4 separate regions of the Rattus norvegicus genome follow, and all the other regions are linked to region 1. Evidence: chromatin contacts called from public Hi-C data. All regions are on one chromosome and are shown on one strand. Each heading gives the region's core, a stretch centred on a gene start, on an enhancer-like site or on the middle of the called end of the contact. The rest is flanking DNA. Distances are from core to core; before and after follow the strand shown.

Region 1 (2,990 bases), core at 359-2,858:
TGGGTCAGGTATGGGCACAACTTTGACATCATGTTGAAATCAGTGTTTCCTCTTGCCTGCTGTGCTAAGTCTCTACTCTTGGCTCTGATCTGTGGCTCAACACTAGCGTTTGCTCGTCACGGTACAAGGCCTTAAGTTGGAGCAACTCAGGGCAGCAAATAGTTGGAAAGGAATGGGAGGGCAAGGGGAAAAGGCAAAATTGGAAAGGGACAGGGGCAGGGACAAGGAGGGGCAGGGGCAAGGAGAAGCAGGGGTAGGGAGGGGCAGGGGCAGAGGTAGGGAGAAACAGCCCTCTACTGCTCTATTAGGTATAAAATGTGACTCAGTTTCTTTAACCTGGTGACCGATCCATTAATAGCCCTATAAGCTTTACCTTTTATAGATGTGTGCCTGAATTCAGAATATAGCATTGTGGTATCTGTGGAAACACAACGTGAAGACTAGGAAGAAAATGAGCCAGGTAAAGCGCTGTCTGTCCTTCCGTCTCCTGGTCCAAAAGCAAGCAAGCAAACAAACAAACAAAAAACAAACAAACAAACAAACAAAAACAGATTACCTCCATACTCAGACACAGATATCTGTAATAGCATCAGATCAAAATGTTAGCTCTGAATTTGTTTCAATGCTGCCTCTGTCTCTTGAGTGTTGGGGGGGGGGGATTGTACATGCCACCATGCCTGGCCCCTACTATTACATATTTTTAATGGGATCTTTTTCATCCCGTTTCCAGGATGAACAACTTGGATAAAGTAGTGAAATTTCAAAAGTGAAACTTTGCCCGTAATGATCTTAGCTCTTTCAGTCTGGTCCTCTTCAAGAACTACCTTATGATGTCGATCAACACATTTAATAGCTAATATCACCTGAGAATCATGATTTCTTTCTCTATGGTTTATTCAGAAATCAATTTGAAAGTTATGAGAATGTGTAATAACAGAAAGGTTGAAGGAAAGCTCTCCTAAATGAGTTCCTATGTTTAATACCCTTAGAAGGAACACTAACCCCTGCAGAGATAAGCTACTCTCTGAATGTCAGCTGCAGGCTTGCTTTCCACAGAGTTTAAGGATGCCCATGAGGGACAAATGAGGCAATGGGAATCAGATAAGTTCCTGAAACAGTCTCTGTTTTAACTCCAAAGAAAGAGTTTGACTTCTACTTCAGATCTTCACCTTGTTGCTTTAAGAGCCGCTTGCACAGCCAGACAAGAGGTTACAAAGTAACCTTGGCGTCCCTTACTTCCTTCTTTAGAGGTTCTTGACCCAGGCTCTGGGACTAGCAGAAAGACATTGGTGTTGAAGCAGATTGATCCAGAAACGGGGGTCCCTGTGGGTAGTTTCACTCTGGATTTTGGAGTCTAGAATGAGTCCCCCTGCCTTCCTCATGCCAGAGCTGCGGAGCCAGGCCCGCCACCTCCAACATGAAGGGCTATTGTAACAGTGATGTGCTAAAGCACCATAATGAAGGATGGGGACAAAGAGACCAAAGGACTGACCTCTACTAAAAATAAAATTTGGCTCCCCTTGGGAATTCCTTCATGGATTGTGCAACCGTGGACAGAATGCTTCAGGGACCAGCATATTTTCTGGATGCTCCCCCTGCCCTCCAACCCCCCTTTCCGAACAGCCTTGGTGTACTCTGCTGTCCACACAGAAGACCACAGCTGTTTTGTTTGGACAGGCTGGTCTCAAAGTTTGAGCTTGCACACAAAAGGCTTATCACCGACACCAGCCTTTCTCTGACAGCTGTTTTCTTTCCCAGCCCCAGGGCTTTGGTTAAAGGAAGAAATGGGGGGGGGGGGGGTTGCTGAAGAGAGAAACCGGGGTTATCAGTAAACTCCAATGGATACCTGCCTTCAAAACCTGAGGGAGACTCTCACACACTTTTATGCCATACCAAACGACTAGTTTGATAAACTATTCATTCTGTCCTAAAAAGATGGTGTGGAAGCAGAGTCCAAATTACTTCCTATGAAAAAGGCAAGGGATTTCAGTAAATTACAAGGGCTGCTTTGCAAGGAAAAGCATGCCTGTGATCAGGAGCTTGCGAGGTGTATCGTATCCCAGCAGCATGAGGCCGGATGGAGGGAATCAGCTCCAGGTATGTGCGCGCTGCATCTAGGAGAACTGATAAAATCAGGGTCCTGTCAGCTGTGTAAATTGAGAGGAAGAGGTGCCTTCAGCGACTTCCTTCAGGAAGGTTGGTTTTGTGCTGGTGAACTGCTCCCCCTGGTGGATCTCCGTGTTCACAGATCCGTTCTGCAGGGACCAAACGCAGGTATAGGTAAACCCTCTGGAGAAAAGTTAACTTCAGGGCGCCCTCATCAATTTCGGCAGGATTCCTCCTGTGTATCATTGAGACCTTCTTATCTTCCCACCTTGTCACCTCCCGGTGTCTGTTCTTCTTAGCAGGGTCGTGTTGATTTGACAGACATGGAAAAATCTCTTTAGGCTCTCTAATTTGTTTTATTTCCCTTTAAAAGTAAAACTGGACGTTTATTTGCAAGGAGAAAATTACCCACAGCGGGAACATTTTATTGTGCAACCACTGTTTTCCATACATCCTATCCATTTCGACTCCTCTCCCTGAGTCGGACATTTTGAAAATTCATGCCTAGGCTCCTTGTACTTCTATGTTCTGTAAGCTATATGAATTCCTGAAGACCAACTTTCTCCCATCATTATACATTTCAGCGTTGATGTAAATAATTGATGTTGTTGTTTTTATTAAGGATGTTTCCTGTGTGCCTTGCCAAGCAAGGACAGGAGGTAATGTTGACTGGGCAGGGACGATGCCTATGTCAAATATCTCACTTTTGAACCTTCTGTAAAGTCAAACTGCAGCCTCTTTTTGAGCACTTTATAAGCCAAATAAGAAGGAATTTTAAATATTTATCTAACACAACATATTTTAAATAACCTACATATGTAAATAGAGCGTTCTTAGCCTGTACATCATTGCCAGGTCGATTCTCATGTTCTGATATATAATTA
Region 2 (3,300 bases), core at 455-2,954, 300 kb after region 1:
TGGCCATGTCCTTGTCCAAGAGAACATCAGTCATATTCCCTTTAAACCATCACTTGTCATCTAGTCTTGGCACTCATTGAACCTGTGCATTGTATGAAGCTATCTCTCTTCTCGTTTGCCTCTTCCTGGTTATCTTATGCCACTCATATTTCCTTGATCACCTATCTCTCTGTACCAAACAGACTTTCAGTTCAGTAAATGAAGACTATATATTATAATAAATGATCTCCTAATATTTACTGGTCCTAATATTTATCCCCTATCAATTATTCTGAGTCTTCTGTCCTTAAGCCACCCATTTCTATGTCTCCCTGTCACCAAATCTCACCCCGCTTAACTCTTATTTTATCACACTGGAGAAGGCATCTGTCTTCCAACAAAGTTCCTCCCTTTCCCACTCCCCACCTCAGTAGTCTGATGTTATCTCAATAACTTAGCCACATCAAATTTTATGTGCCCAAGATATAGCGCAGAACCACCCCACCTGAACTTTTCTTCCCTATTGCTGTTCCAAAGGAATGGCTCAGCCAGTAATTCGTGGAATTACCTTTGTTACATCTCCTTACCTACAGTCTGTGTACCAACCTCCCTTAGACTCATCTCTTCCTTCCGCCTCTTCTATCCATTGCCATCTCTAGCAGTTGCCACTACTCTAGTCTACTTTAGATGCCCTCTTTGATCGGAATTGATAAACGAGATCCTCAGTCAGTGAAGTACTCCTTCCATCAAACCTATAGAAGTTCTAGCTCACTAGGGTCCTTCGGTACTCTCCGAACAGACCATGTTCCAACCTCCACATAGCAAGTTCTAAAATACTCTTTCCCAGGCTTTGGATGCTCTTGTAAAAACTACTCACTTGTCCAGATAAGACCTTCCTTCTGCAAGGTACCTTTAACACCATCATATACAGCCTCTCTGGCAGACCAGTAATTGCACTCTTTGCATATTGACATCAATACTCTTCTCTGACATTCTCTACTAGATTGTCCACCAGGAAATGGAGATCTAAGACAATTTTCTTAGTTTGTTTTTGCTGTGTTCTATTCTCCTCAGAATCTTCTACAATAAGACTTGGTAAGTATTTTTCCAATAAATGACTTCACAGCCCCTCCTAGAGGATGTTCAGAAGCACTTGAACCTCTCTGTAGCATTCTGACCCTGAGGGAAAGGACTGGTGTTTCCTTTTTGTCCATGCTCTCTGTCAATGTTCCACAGGGCTCAGTGTATACAATTTTGATCACCAATCCTTACAACCCCTCCTGGCTCGAATTCAGGCCGGAAAACAGTCCTGCTTCTTTACAAATCCAAAGTCACAAGAGAACAATTTGGTTCTTACTGACCTCAGGCCAAGTAAACTAGGATCATGTCTGGTGCTGCCTTAACAACAAAGGGACACTGGGTGTACAACCTTCCAGAATTCAGCCCCCAGGGCACAGGTTGACACAAAACACCTAAGGACATGCATTCCTGGATTAACTAGGGAAGGCTAACTTGGATGACTCAAAAGTTGGAAACTGGAGGTTGACTAATCAATTGGCTCCAAGCGTCTTGGTCCTCAATCTACTTATGCCTTACACTTGAACACTTGCCACAGACAACACTTAGTTTTCATATTAGTGACACATTCTCCTTCAATGGGCTAGCCAGAAACCAAAACAATAGGGGAAAGGACAATCTTGAAAATGTCAGGAAGTCATTAGTAAATCCCAGCTCGGAAATTCTGGGTTCCTACTGGGCTTTCTAGATAACCAGCCTTGAAAGGCCAGGCTAGAGAAACATCTTTTATTTCAACGCTTGACTTAAAACCACAGTTAAATCCATGAGAATTCAGATGTGGAGTCATGTGGAAACCAGTTTCGTTTGGGACCCTGGAATTAGCAGTAAATTTAGCCTGTTCTACTGGAGTTCGCTTTTTTTTTTTTTTTTTCTTTTCTCTTTTTTTTTTCTTTCACTTTTTCTCTTCTCATGTGGAAAACGTGAGTGAAAACATCATTCCGTTCTCAGCGTGGTGGTCGGAGGAAGTCATCCATGTGGAGCTCTCTGACAAATACAGCTCTAAAATCACAAGGTCGCTCAGAATGTCACCTGCCCAGCGCAGCCAGCGCAGGCGGGCATCTCAGGCAGGTCCCGGCAGGATGCACTCTCCCTGGGCGCGTGTGGCCGCGCGCAGCGAACAATGGGCGGGGAGCGGGGGCTGCGCCGCCGGCGCCCGCTTTCCGGACTCTCGGCCGCACACATCCCGCCTTTGTTTCCCCGCCCGGCCGCGCGTGTCGCCGACGCGCCGTCCCACCAAGCGTTTCCGGCCGTCCGCGCCGCGCCCCAGGCCGTGAGGTCGACCAGAGGAAGCGGCGGGCGGCGGGGCGGCAGCCCGGACGGAGGGAGAGCCGCCGCCCGCTGTGCTCAGGGGAGGCCTGTGAGCCGCGATAAGGATGGGGGGGACCATTGTCTGCTAGCAGCCCTGAAGGCGAGGACCGCAAGCATTACCGCTCGCACTGATCGCCCACCTCTGCCTAACCAGGACCCCACCTCACCTAATCACTCCACCTGTCCCACACTGGCGCCCATGACCAGGTTACCCTAAACACCTCATACCTAGGTTGGTCACCTTCACTCTGCACACTCTGTCTTCAGCCTGACTCTGCCCACCTAGGACCTGGTCTGATTACTCTCCAAAATCCAACCTATTTGAGCGCTAGAGGAAACATTTTTAAAAGAATAATGTCAGACATTTCATGTACAGTCGCACCTCCTCCCCCTCTTCTCATCCCACTTTTGCCTATGCATTCCTTCTCATCTAGCCCCCTCCCCTATGATTTTCATATCTTCATGGGATTGTGCTTGTGACTGCGTTTCTGTCTGCCCATCTGTCCTTCTGTCTGCGTGTTTGTCTCGGGTGGGTAGTCATGGCTGTCGTTCCTGGTGGCTATTGCCACGTCATATTAAGATGGTAGCTTTCCTTAGCACTGTCTGGCTCTTAAAATATTTTGTCCTTCGGACATGTCCCCAGGACGGCCAATGGCTAGTAACTAGAGTAATTTGTCTAGGACAAAAATAATGCCTTGAATTCGATTTATCCAGGGTGGACAACTTTCTAGCCTAGGGGATCAAGGCTTCTAGGGGCTCCTGTTTGAGACTGGGTCATAAGCTATTTGGAATGGATTTCAAAAAAGAAACGCAACAAACATTTTATCCACTTACTTATTTATTATTTTGAGAAAGGGTCTCTCTATGTAGCTCTAGCTGTCCTAGAACTCTCTATGTAGACCAGGCTAGCTTCAAACTCACAGAGATGGATTGTCT
Region 3 (3,313 bases), core at 122-2,621, 460 kb before region 1:
AACGGGAGGAAAGGGCATCTTTTCATGCCTCTCTTTTATTTGATTGGGATTGAGAATTCCAACATTTGGGCATCCTTCTAAGGCTAGCAAGAGGAAGGGTGGAGGGAGAGAAATGGGCAGGGCTGAGTGTGAATGGCCTGGCTTGTTGGGAGCCTGGGGCAGCGGGTGTAATGGTATGCGAAGTGACCCTGTGCATAGGCACGGTGGGTAGCCCCAGCTTTTTTGTAAAAGAAGCATTCGAAGTGGAGGTTTGAGTTTCAGGCCTCCCAGTCATCAATCATCACAGCCCATTCTTCTCTTTGACAGCTCAGTACAAGGCCTGACATTTGACACCCAAGACCCCGGACTTATGTGCAGACACAAGCTGAGGCCCTATGGGAGGGTTGGGGGGGGTGAGAGAGAAAAGCTAAGCTGATTTTTTTTTAGATGTTGCAAACAGAGGAAGATACCAAACAAATTGTGACAGCCACAGGAAATTATTCTACAGGAGGGACAGCATCAACAGTGAGTTCTGTCTGCTACTTTAGGATGTTTTTGTGCCTTCAGGTTGCTTAAAATAGCTCTAAGTGGACCCTTTGTAGCAAATATCTGATCCTGGCTGGCCACTTTCCATTTGGTCAGATTGAATCCAACCTCAGCATTCACAAATGGATAGGCAGACATGAGGGTTATCACTTTCTGGACAATGGCTCATGACACTGTGACCTGGATGTCATTATATTATACTGTCACCTCAGAGGGGGCTATGCTTAGGGTACTTTCCCTTTACAAAATTGAAAATAGTATAAAAAGGAGGGATAATAACTCAGGTTTTGATATGAGCTCACTGGAGTTTGAGGTCAACTAATGCAAGTGTTTTAGGGATCAACTAATGGTAATTGGTGTTAAGAAGAACTGGGTAATTTATGATCCGAACACTGAAAGAGTCTAAAAGGTTTACAGCATGCAAGTCCCAGGATTTCATGGGTGAAAGTCCAGGTGATTCTGCCTTGAATCCATATTCATCTAAGGCCAGTCAAACTGAGTAGTCTGCTAAGTATGGAAGTCCAAGGGTAGGAATTGTGTCCTTGCCCAAGTCTAAGGCCTGAGACATCAATCAATTGAACATTTTATTCTACATCAACCATATGACCAGAACAGTACTTGTGATTAGACTAAGAAATAATTCCAGCCTGTACTGTCACCACAGTCTACTTGCAAAGAGAAAGCATATATTGATAAGAGAATAAATAGTAGAATGGTGACCACAAATATATTCTGAACAATCGAACAGGTCATCTGTATCATTCAATGCTTTTTTCTTCTAGAAACAAGTACATACAGATCATACAGTTAGTTCTTCATGGTGAAAATGGGAGAAAAAATTTGGAGTATGCTAAGAGAAACAAAAAGCTTGATGATGAATTAGAAGTGTGTTTTCTTCTTGAGCTTCATGTGGTCTATGAATTTTATCTTGGGTATTTTGAGCTTTAGGGCTAATATCCATTTATCAGTGAGTACATACCATGTGTGGGTTTTTTGGGGGTTGGGGTGATATTTTCTAGTTCCATCCATTTGCCCAAGAATTTCATGAAGTCATTGTTTTTAATAGCTGAATAGTACTCATTGTGCAAATGTACCACATTTTTTGTATTCATTCCTCTGTTGAAGGACATGTGGGTTCTTTCCAACTTCTGGCAATTATAAATAAGGCTGCTATGAACATAGTGGCGCATGTGTCCTTGTTATATGTTGGAGCATCATTTGGGTATATTCCCAGGAGTGGTATAGCTGGATCCTCAGGTAGTGCAATGTCCAATTTTCTGAGGAACCTCCAGATTGATTTCCAGAGTAGTTGTACCAGCTTGTAATCCCACCAACAATGGAGGAGTTTTCCTTTTTTCCATATCATCACAAGTATATGCTGTCCCTTGGGTTTTTTATCTTAGCTATTCTGACTGGTGTGAGGTGGAATCTCAGGGTTGTTTTGATTTGCATTTCCCTGATGATTAAGGATGTTGAACATTTCTTTAGGTGCTTCTCAGTCATTCCATAGGAAAACCACAGTGTGGATGATTCAGTCCTTCTGAGAAGGGGGAAGAAAATACTCGTGGAAAGAAATATGGACACAACGTGTGAAGCAGAGACTAAAGGAAAGGCTATCCAGAGACTGCACCACTTGGGGATCCAACCCATATCCAGTCACCAAACCCAGACACTACTGTGGATGCCAAGAAGTGCTTGCTAACGGGGGCCCAATATAGCGGTCACCTGAGAGGCTCTGTCAGAGCCTCACAAATACAAAGGCAGATGCTCACAGCCAACCACTGGACTGAGACAGGGGTCCCCAATGGAGGAGTTAGAGAAAGGACTGAAGGAGCTGACTGGGTTTGAAACCCCATAGGAAGAACAACAATACCAACTAACCCAACCCCCCCTTCCCAACAAGAGCTCCCAGGGACTAAACCATTAACAAAAGAGTACACATGGAATGACCCATGACTCCAGGCACATATGTAGCAGAGGATGGTCTTGTCAGGCATTAATGGGAGACGAGGCCTTTGGTGCTGTGAAGGCTTGATGTCTTAGTGTAGGAAAATGTCAGGTTAGGGAGGTTGAACTCAGTGGGTGGGTAAGGGAGCACCCTCATAGAAGCAGGCAGAGGGGGAATGGGATGGGGGTTTCGGGAGGGGAATCTGGGAAAGGGGATAACATTTGAAATGTAAATAAAAATATCCAATTTAAAATATAAAACAAATGAGTGTGTTTTCCTTAATTTTTCACTCATCTTTCAAAATTACACAATGTTCATATGTAGCTTTGCAAATAAGTGATACAAATATTTATCTTAGTGTACTTAATCTGCTTTATACAGCACCATAAAAATGTTCCATTCTGTAACTTCCTTCTTCCTGTCTGATAAGATCTATAATATTCACTAATCATTTCTTATGCTCACAGTTTCATAAGATCAAGAAAGGCTTGGCCAGTTTAAAGTGCCTGTTGTACACGCATGACAGCCTGAGTTTGACCCCTGGAATCCAAATAAAGGGAGAAGGAGAGAACTGACCCAGTTGTCATCAGTAAATACACCATCCACACAATTATAACAAATGTCCTTTAAGATGAAAGGTAGAAGTGTTTGCATCCATAGGATTAGTCAATGACTGTGATGGAGCCTGTTGTTGGTAGGTTGGGTTCTTTTTGTACCTTCTTTGGACAGGTTAAACAGGCCAGACAGACATAGAGAAGAAAAGAAAAATAAAACAACCCGAATGGTGGCTAGAAACTGGGATAACCTCAGAGCTGGATCGCAGTGGGAAATCATTTGACT
Region 4 (3,262 bases), core at 382-2,881, 270 kb before region 1:
AAAGCATCTGTATTTGAAGGAGAGGAAGAATACAGCTCTCTACCTAACAGCCAGTCCCCATCAAATATTCTTATTATACTTTAATAACAATAATTAATAAGGATGATGGACAACCATTTGTATTTATAATAAAAGAGTAATTGTTGCTCATTTTCATTTACTAATGGCACTATTGAATTAATCGTACCCTTGATGAATTACTGAAACACAGTTAGGCTACTGTTGCTGTCTCGTTCTTTGCAGTTGTTTTTATCAGGAAATGCCACAGAACTGTAATGGCAAAATTAAAGAATGGGGAGAAGATAATTTTAATGGTCATTTCTTTAAAGATTATCTTTCCGGTAAGAGGACTGTCCCCAACCCCTTCACCCATGCTGCTGTAAGTGACCTTAATAAAACTCACTGAGATGTCTCTCCCCTCTCTCCCACCCCATCCCTCTCTCCCACCATCTCCCTCTCCCCCCACCCCCTTCTTTTCCCTTCCTTCCCACCCCTATCTGTTTAACAAAAAATAGAATGGGGGCCAGTCAGGGAGAAGGGAAACTGGTTCTTACTGAAGGGAGTTTGCTCTATAGCATTGGTTTAGCCGGTGGGAACAGTGGGAGGAAAGAGGAGAGGGCATTATGTGGGCGAACATGGTGAAAGCACATTAGATACATGTATGAAAATATCACAATAAAGCCCATTAATATGCACAATTAATAAATGTTGATAAGGAAAAGTGCCTGTCCATGTGCATGGGTGTTTAAAGGGTACACAATTGGACCATTGCTCCTCTCACTGGGAACAATGAGCCTTTTATGTTTTTTTTTTTGGTTATTTTATTTATTTACATTTCAAATGTTATCCCCCTTTCCAGTTTCCCCTCCACAAGCCCCTATCCCCTCCTCTCTTCCCCCTGCCTCTATGATCACTAAGCAAAGCAGTATAAAGGATAGACTTTCTTCTTCCCCATTTTGATGGCGGGAAGCCAGGAGCATAATGGCACTTGACTGTGCTTCGTCACATCATTGAGCAGTGTAAAACCCACTCGTGGGGGAAGAGGACTGTCTGCTGGAAGGCTAGAGGACTGGAAAATGAACCTTCCTTAGTCCTTGAAATTTCTTGGTTGGATTGGGTGCTGGCTACTTAGCATAGAAATTCTGTGTGAAGATTCCAGATACTTTAGAAATCTGGTTTAAGTGCCCCACTCTAGAAGGGATTTGCTCAGTCCATTTATCCCCCCACTGCTGCTAAATGAATTCTACAGAACGAGTTTCCTTCAGTGATTCCCAGTTCGCTAAATGATCCCGCATTCCTTTTTAAGACAACCACAACACGATGCTCTGAAGGCACATGGCATTTCTAAGGGATACATGCTGTATCATGGAGGCCAGGAAGGGGTGTAAGTCTTAAGCACCAATGTTGTGCTATAGCCAATCATCTTTGGTGACAGTCTCAAAATAGTGGTTGCTTTTTTTCATGGCTGACTATGAATTTGGAAAAGAAACTCAATCTTTTGTTCAGCCTCTGGGTATTTATGCACAGCAAACAGCATAATTATATTAGTGGAAATTCCATCAGCCCCTGTATATCATTCTCCAACAGTGAACACACTGTGGCCATTATGACCCGAATTGTCAGAGATTCCTTGGCTGACGCTAGCATAATGTCTGATGACATCAGGGGCCTTTTGCAATCCTGTTGTTACAAACTGACAGCATTTTAATGGCATGCAAGAACGGGAGAGCCCTGCAAAGCAGCATTTCCTTGCATTCAGAAGAATTGAAAGCCCGAATAGCTCATCTTTGCATGGATTTAGATGGAAAATGAATTCCATCTTGTCCTTTGAAGTATAATTACATGACAATAGTGTAATATGTCTAGCATATAAAGGCAGCTGTTAGGGCTTCTCTAGCCTGTTTTAAAAAGCTGTTGCAGTCCATTGGCTAAAATAGGCATCCAGTGCTTGGTGCCTCTAAAGTCCAAGTTGCTCCTGGAACCATAGCTGAGATTTTCTAGGGTCAACTTTGGGCTAACTTGGAGAGTTAAAAATGTATATGGAAAACAGTATGCTGCTGAGATTCAGTCAGAACCATTCGAACTGAATGGTTAACAAGGCTGTGCTTGTTTGTTTGTGTTTTTGATAATTCAGTCATGAGTCACCAGCATGTGATAAAAAGCTTTGGAAACCAATGATCTTCTGCTCTGGGTATAGCCTTCTGTGCTGAACCAACTGTGAAATCAAGACAGTGGGCCTGTTCTACAAGGACACACACACACACACACACACACACACACACACACACACACACACACACACAAACACACAAAATCACCAGAGAGCCAGGTGACTTCAATTCCTCTTGCCAAATATGCAGAAGGTGAGTCAGCACCATCCTGGGGTGGAGAGAGGTCTTGAGAAGATTAAACTGTTTGGACAAGTAGCATCTTTCCACAGGAAAGCACTAAGCCAGGGTCAAGATCCCAAGCTACGCTGCTCCAATGCCTATGAGGCCTAATGAAACGGTTTTCAAGACCTTCTTTACATTTTTATCAACCTTGTCAAAACAGACAAATATGATGAAGGGCAAGAAATATATGGTACCTCCCCCCACCCCCATTGGAGTAGAGTAATTTTTAGCCCTCTGTTCTAAATTCTAGATGTACATAGAGAGCACACCTTCCTTCATCCAACTGAAAGTACCCTTAAGCCTTCAGGGTAAAGATCAAATCTACAGACATTAGAATCAATACCCCTAATTTCCCCCACCTCTCCTGGTCCTACCTGCATGTTATCACAGGAATGGCTGTGTATATTTTAAAAGATTTTGCCAGCTTTCAGGGTTAAATGAAATTGAGGCCATTGTTTTGCCAGAATCTGGCATCTGATGTGCTTCTTGCCTAATGTTACAGAGAAAATTGAGGAAACAAGAACAAAACACAATTGTGTACCACTCTAGAGGACATGTTTAAGTTCTGAGAACAGCATATCTGGAGCAGTGAGCTATTTGTAAACATTTGTATTCCCAAGTCTAAAAGCAACAACAGGATAATGCTAGAATTTCACAAATAGAGTAATGATTAAGAAAATTCCAAACCTCATTTTACATTTAGTGCACACATGCGCATATGCGTGCGCGCACACACACACATATGTATACATATATATAATATGTATAATATTTATCTATATATAATATACGTTGGGATCTAATGTCTACTTAAAGAGTTTGATGTAACTGCTAATCTAAAGTCTTTGAAATCCATTAACTACTATTGA

What was found. A called contact is a pair of places that touch in the nucleus more often than the background predicts.
Region 2: a Hi-C map of Schwann cells shows a contact between it and region 1, with 9 times the contacts expected there. The contact joins two enhancer-like sites. A contact is called at or near these places in 3 of 12 Hi-C or Micro-C datasets (Schwann cells, kidney and psoas muscle).
Region 3: a Hi-C map of Schwann cells shows a contact between it and region 1, with 11 times the contacts expected there. The contact joins two enhancer-like sites.
Region 4: a Hi-C map of Schwann cells shows a contact between it and region 1, with 5 times the contacts expected there. The contact joins two enhancer-like sites.

Annotation. Positions count from the first base shown.
Region 1 is chr1:134,518,528-134,521,517 of GRCr8, forward strand. LOC134485135 (a long non-coding RNA gene) reads right to left here. Exons shown (of 2, transcript XR_010063064.1): 2 at 2,843-2,990. Among named protein-coding and RNA genes, the nearest start is that of Mctp2, 890 kb to the right of the region's middle. Within about 2 kb of position 1,609, at least 8 of the 93 cell types and tissues checked have an H3K27ac peak or open chromatin away from gene starts, as enhancers often do. A contact at or near this core is called in Schwann cells, where this site is marked.
Region 2 is chr1:134,815,522-134,818,821 of GRCr8, forward strand. No RefSeq gene overlaps it. Among named protein-coding and RNA genes, the nearest start is that of Mctp2, 600 kb to the right of the region's middle. Within about 2 kb of position 1,705, at least 10 of the 93 cell types and tissues checked have an H3K27ac peak or open chromatin away from gene starts, as enhancers often do. A contact at or near this core is called in Schwann cells, where this site is marked.
Region 3 is chr1:134,060,075-134,063,387 of GRCr8, forward strand. No RefSeq gene overlaps it. Among named protein-coding and RNA genes, the nearest start is that of Nr2f2, 640 kb to the left of the region's middle. Within about 2 kb of position 1,372, at least 2 of the 93 cell types and tissues checked have an H3K27ac peak or open chromatin away from gene starts, as enhancers often do. A contact at or near this core is called in Schwann cells, where this site is marked.
Region 4 is chr1:134,248,585-134,251,846 of GRCr8, forward strand. No RefSeq gene overlaps it. Among named protein-coding and RNA genes, the nearest start is that of Nr2f2, 820 kb to the left of the region's middle. Within about 2 kb of position 1,632, at least 3 of the 93 cell types and tissues checked have an H3K27ac peak or open chromatin away from gene starts, as enhancers often do. A contact at or near this core is called in Schwann cells, where this site is marked.